Regions from separate parts of the Sus scrofa genome. Here region 1 is linked to region 2. Evidence: chromatin contacts called from public Hi-C data. All regions are on one chromosome and are shown on one strand. The core of a region is the stretch at or near the end of the contact, and the rest is flanking DNA. Distances in the headings are between cores, read along the strand shown. Region 1 holds the start of C1GALT1 (glycoprotein-N-acetylgalactosamine 3-beta-galactosyltransferase 1). Region 2 overlaps LOC102161092 (a long non-coding RNA gene).

The links. A called contact is a pair of places that touch in the nucleus more often than the background predicts.
Region 1: a Hi-C map of liver shows a contact between it and region 2, with 5 times the contacts expected there. The contact joins the promoter of C1GALT1 here to the enhancer-like site in region 2. A contact is called at or near these places in 1 of 5 promoter capture datasets (liver) and 5 of 47 Hi-C or Micro-C datasets (heart right ventricle, liver and skeletal muscle).

The regions. Positions count from the first base shown.
Region 1 is chr9:77,507,851-77,510,657 of Sscrofa11.1, forward strand. C1GALT1 (glycoprotein-N-acetylgalactosamine 3-beta-galactosyltransferase 1) reads left to right here and starts at 1,492. Exons shown (of 5, transcript XM_021063389.1): 1 at 1,492-1,728. It overlaps LOC102161092 (a long non-coding RNA gene), which reads right to left and starts at 1,394. Exons shown (of 6, transcript XR_002335827.1): 1 at 981-1,394; 2 at 291-364.
Region 2 is chr9:77,447,050-77,449,749 of Sscrofa11.1, forward strand. The region is part of intron 3 of LOC102161092 (a long non-coding RNA gene); the gene reads right to left. Among named protein-coding and RNA genes, the nearest start is that of C1GALT1, 61 kb to the right of the region's middle. Within about 2 kb of position 1,427, at least 6 of the 83 cell types and tissues checked have an H3K27ac peak or open chromatin away from gene starts, as enhancers often do. A contact at or near this core is called in liver, where this site is marked.

The DNA of each region.
Region 1 (2,807 bases), core at 242-2,741, 61 kb after region 2:
CTGAACTTATCCTTGGAAGAGTTTCTTATTTTTGCTTATCTGCAAATATTTTCTGTATTCATTATAAATTTCACTAAAATTGAAATAAGACCCTTGGGGCATTTTGTCTTGTTTTGCTTTCCATTTGGAACACTCTGACCTCTGAAGGGTCTCTTTTCCTGCTACATAGTGGCTGTAGAAGGGAATATGGGAGGCTGGGCGATAATTACAAGTTGAGGAAGAGAAAAGAGGGTGGAGGTAAGGATATAAGAGAGAAGTCTGGAGGCATGAGCCAGAGAAACAGCACTAACCTGGACGTCAGATACTTGCACTTCTCTTCTAGATCAGGCTTTTCAGTTTATTTTTCTGACCTCAGCTTTCTCATCTGAAAAATGAGAGGTATGGGTAAGAATCACTAGATGTTTTAAAATTCTTTTGGAAGATTCTTTGGGATCTTATAGTGGCACATCCCGGTAAACTGCACTAAAGCTGAATCTGAACAAATTAAAGGAGGGGAAAACAACCATACCTTACTAAATGTTGTTATTATTTCTCCCAAGCACATTAAGTAACTTGCCAAGTTTACCGAGCTAATAGGTGGAGGGTTCAAGATTGAGGCCACAGCCCCTAGGCAGTAAAGAACTACTGAGAAGGGCATTAAAGGAAGCAAGTTTGCTTTCTCACCCTCAAGCCAGGCCTTGTAGATGATGATTAACACCAATTAAACCCAGACATTACCCCCACCTGCTGATTGCTGTGGGGCAGCCTCAATCGCTCCAGGGCTCCTCCCTCTAAACCCAAAACAGTTTTCCGATACAAAATCCCTTTACAAACTAAAAAGTGACGGGGGGTGGGGAGCGGGGGTTGCTGGTAAAGCTCCCAAGAATTCCAGCCACTGCCTGATAGCACTGAAGTAATGACGGAACTAAAGACCACGTGTGTATGTATGCAGGCTTCGTAGTATCACTAAGTTGGTTTTCAGCCCTTCCTAGTTCACATACCTGGTTATCCAACACCCGTTTGTATACCTCATCTTGTTGTACTTCCTTTTAATAAGGCCAGAGATACAGACTAAGGACAGTCGGGAGAAGGGATAAAAGCAGTAAAAAGAAAGGGTTAAGAGCAGGCTAGAGGCCCTAAGACTCCTGCAGGGTAAGAGCCTGCCCCTCAGACAAAGGTCCCTCAGGTATCCGCAGCCTCAGTTCCTGCTGCTTTAATTCTTTCAAAGGTCCGGAAGCCACTGCAAGACCCTATAGCAGAACGAGGAAGGCTGAGGCCACCCGTAAGGAGCGGATAGAGGGCTGCGACTATTGCTCGCAGAAAACCCGACTTCCCAGACCCCTTCGCACAGGGCGGGGCGTGCGCTCGGTGGCCTATCCCCACGCCAGCACGTCGCCGTAGCCCCGCCTCTCCCTGCCCCCTCGCTCCGCCCTTCCCTGGGGCTGGTGCGGCAGCGGCGACGTCAGAGCTCGGAGACCCCTGGGTGGCGGCTGCGCCGTCGGCGGGCCGCGGCCTGGACGCGCTGCGGGGAGGGGCGGAGCGAGCGGGCGGGAGCGAGCGCTGGGCCCGCCTCGGCCGCCGCCGCTGCCGCCGCCGCCGCCGGGGAATAATCTGGGCGGCAGCGGGCGGCCCCAGCTAGCAGCCACGAGCCACTTCTGCGGCTGCCGAGAAGAGCGAAGGTCGCCGGTCTCGTGGCGTCCCCCTCTCTGCCCCCCAGGAGGGGCGAGAGGGAGAGGAGGCTGATGTCAGGTACGGCTGGCGGAGGCGCCCTTAGGCTGCGGGTCCAAGGTCTCTGTTCCCCTCGCCCTCCCCCTCTCGGAGTGTGCGTGTGGGGGGAGCGTGGAGGGTGAACCCAGCCCCCAGCGCCACCAAACAGGTGTCTCGGAGTCGCCGCCGGGGCTGGGCAAGTGCGGGCTCCGGAGGGAGGCACGGGGCACTTCCTGCTCCCCGCGCCTCTGCGAACTGCCATTGGGGCCGCCTGCCCTCCGGGCCGCTATTTTGTTGACAAGTAGCCTCCTCTGGGTCGTGGATTCTTCCTTTTTGCCCTCTCGCTCGCCTCGTTTCCTCGCGCGCTGCCTGCCGTCGGGTGGCGACGGTGAGGCGCCGACTGCGCTGGAGGATCGCGCGGCTGGACCATTTAGCGGTCCTGCCCCGCGGGTCCCGCCCCGCCCCCGCGGACCGGCGGGCACTCAGGTGTGGGCACCTTCCGTGAAAGCCGCCGGGCAGCCTCACCGCCCCAGCGCCCAGCGAGCCGGCGCCTTCCGCAGGTGCCGGGGGACTTCCTCGGGGCTCTCTTGGATCATCAGGTTTGTCTGTGGCTGACTGGGTCTTTTAAATTTCCCTGCCTCTGGCGGAATGAACCAGGCAGGTGTGTGTTTAGGTACTTGATGCGTGGAGGACGGACGAGCAAAGGAGTTTTTTCCTTCCACTCTCCATTCTCCTACAAGGTGTGCTGAGATTAGTAGGTGCTGACAAAAGGACCTTATAACTCTAAATTAAAATAAATTGTATATTCAAAAAAGAGCGAAATTTAGGAGTGGTTATTCTTCCCCAGCTCTTACCTTCTCCCTTTATTTTTTTAAATGACAAAACAGCTTACGCTTTGGAGAAGTTGACTAGGTTTATAATCTAGTTCTCTTAATTCTTTGTGGTTATTTTTAAAGCCTTTCGGAGTGAAACCTAGAATCCTAACCGTGAATTGATTTCATCGTGCTTTTAAAAGTTAGTTATAAAGTTAGAACTTTAGTGCATCAGAGTGAGTAATTAGGCCGTTGTGACAGAAATATCTTCATTTACTAAAAGTTGGGCGTTTAACATAGATAGCTCTA
Region 2 (2,700 bases), core at 177-2,676:
TGGTGTAGGTTGCAGACGCGGCTTAGATCTGGCATTGCTGTGGCTCTGGAGTAGGCCAGCAGCAACAGCTCTGATTAGACCCCTAGCCTGGGAACCTCCATATGCTGCGGTTGTGGCCCTGGAGAAAAAACAAACAAAAAGAAGCTGAGATTACCTCAGTTCTGAACAGCTTTCTAGTTTGTGTGAGACCCAGGTGCACAGGATTCTGTGAAATATCTCTAACACTAAATAAATCTTCCTTGCTAATAACTATGCTAGTGTGAGCGGGTATCTTTTTCTTGCAACTAAAAAAATAAAAATCATTAATTTTAATATCTTGGTTTCTGTTTTTTAAAAATGCAAAGAATTATTAACAAAGCTATTGTCGACTGAAAAAAAAAAAAAAAAGCACAACCTAAACGTTGAGAATTATGTTTTATTTGGCCAAAAAAAACTCAGGACTTCAGGCCAGAAGACAGCTTCTCAGATAGCTCTGAGGGCCTTCTCCAGACAAATAAGGGAGCAGCCAAGATATATAGGAGTTTTGCAACAAAAGCCAGGTATCCAGAACATAGAAAGTTTACCATTAAAAGAAACCAGATATCTCAAGTTAAGGAATTTAGCGCTTTTTTACATATGGGAAATGTAAGAGTCCTCGCTCAATGAAATCATTCCTTTGATATGCACCTTGACTATCTAGGAGTTGTTTCCTGTTTTTTTTCCATCCTGAATTCCCTCAGGATGCAGAGTTGGGGGTGGCTGCTGGCTTGATGTCTGTCACATCCTTTGTTTACCCATATGGCAGGCAATATTTTTCCACTACACTATACATAAAAATGAACATCTTTATCAATCAATACACAAATTAAAATGTCAGAGAATTATAGGGTTTTTTTAAAAAAATCATCTGGTATAATGTTGAGTCTTTACTAATCCTTGACTGTTTTTAATCTTCCACCACTAGAGTAAAAATTTCTTCTGGGAAAATTCAGTTTTGCAGTTTCAAGAGTCAAGGGTCACAGAGTTCCCATTGCAGCTCAGCAGGTTAAGAACACGACATAGTGTCTCTGAGGATGCCAGTTCAATCCCTGGCCTTGCTCAGTGGGTTAAGGATCCAGCGTTGCAGTGAGCTGCAGCATTGTTCACAGATGCAGCTCCAATCCGGCATTGCTCTATCTGTGGTGTAGGCTGGCAGCTGCAGCTCTGATTCAACCTCTAGTCTGGGAATTTCCATATGTCTCAGGTGTGGCCCTAGAAAGGAAAAAAGAGGGGGGAGCAAAAGATCTAAAAAGACACTTCAGTAAATAAGATAGCAAGTAAACATATGACAGACAGTAAACATGGAGTTCCTGCTGTGGTGCGATGGGATCGCTGGTGTCTCTGCAGGGCCAGGAGGCAGGTTAAGGTTATATCCCCAGCCCAGCACAGAGGGTTAAAAGGATCCTGCAACAGTGCAGTGGTGGCAAAGGTCACAACTGTGGCTCAGATCTGACCCTGGCCCCAGAACTCCATATTTCAAGGCAGCCAAAAAAAAAAAAAACGGAGTCAAAGGTCAGGCATGAATTTTCCATTGTAAGCTCTCCTATAAGAGCTCATGCCAACAACTAAGGAAACCTAATGCTTTCTCTGCTCCCCTTTGTCCTTTTTCATCTTTCTCCAGACCTTCGATGTGCTTCAACATTTGTTACTGTGAAATCATCTTACTTTCATACTATTTCTCCAATGGATCTTGATCTTTAAGGCTAGAGTTTATTCCTGTTTTTATATCAAGTGGATGAGATATACCATGGGTTTGGGGAATATGTATAATTTATATTTATACATATGAATATAAATAACATGTATGTATATGTATATTTATAGTTATAAGTATATTCAATCAGAATAAAATTATTTAGCACACTTAAATCCTAATTTTGAAAGAGTTATCAAAGAATTTCACAATAGTCTTTCCAAGTGAGTTCCTAAATACACAGGGACCATGGTTTTTAATTCCCTTCTACATTGCTTCCAAAAAGAAAAAAAAAAAAAAAAAGATTTAGAGTTGTGTAACCTTCAGCTGTCCAATAAATAAATGTAGCTGAATTGAATCATTTCAATTATGAAAAGAAAATTACATTTGTGCCAAGTTTCAAGATGAAAATATGTTAGAGCAAAGTTGGGAAATGACAGTAAAATTTTTTGAGTTGCAGAAGTCAGCAATTAAGAGCAATATTCCAAAATAAGCACTGCCCATCTCCTGTGAATAAGCAGTTTATTTTGGCAACTGCAGAAGCTTGCCTTGGGTGGATCCATAATGATCCCATGCCATTGCTGTTTTCCTCCAGACTAGTTAGAGATCTGTTTGTTAGCTAGCTAACTGATTGCTACAGCTAAAACAAATATGTTTCATATAATTCTCAAACATTTTTTCCACTTTAACAAAGTTTATGTTCATAAAAGAAAATTCTGACAACTATGACAAAGTTGGAAAATGATTCAGAGATCCATCATCCAAACAGATCCACTCTTTTTTTAATATGTAATACAAAGAATTTTATATAATACATCTTTTTTTCTCCTTAGTTTCATTGAAATGTAATCGACATACAGTACTGTACAAATTGAAACCAAACAGCATAATAATTTGACTTACATATATCGTGAAATAATTACAAGTTTGGTGAACATCCATCACCTCGTATCGACACAAACAAAAGAAAAATTAGAAGTTCCCTTCAT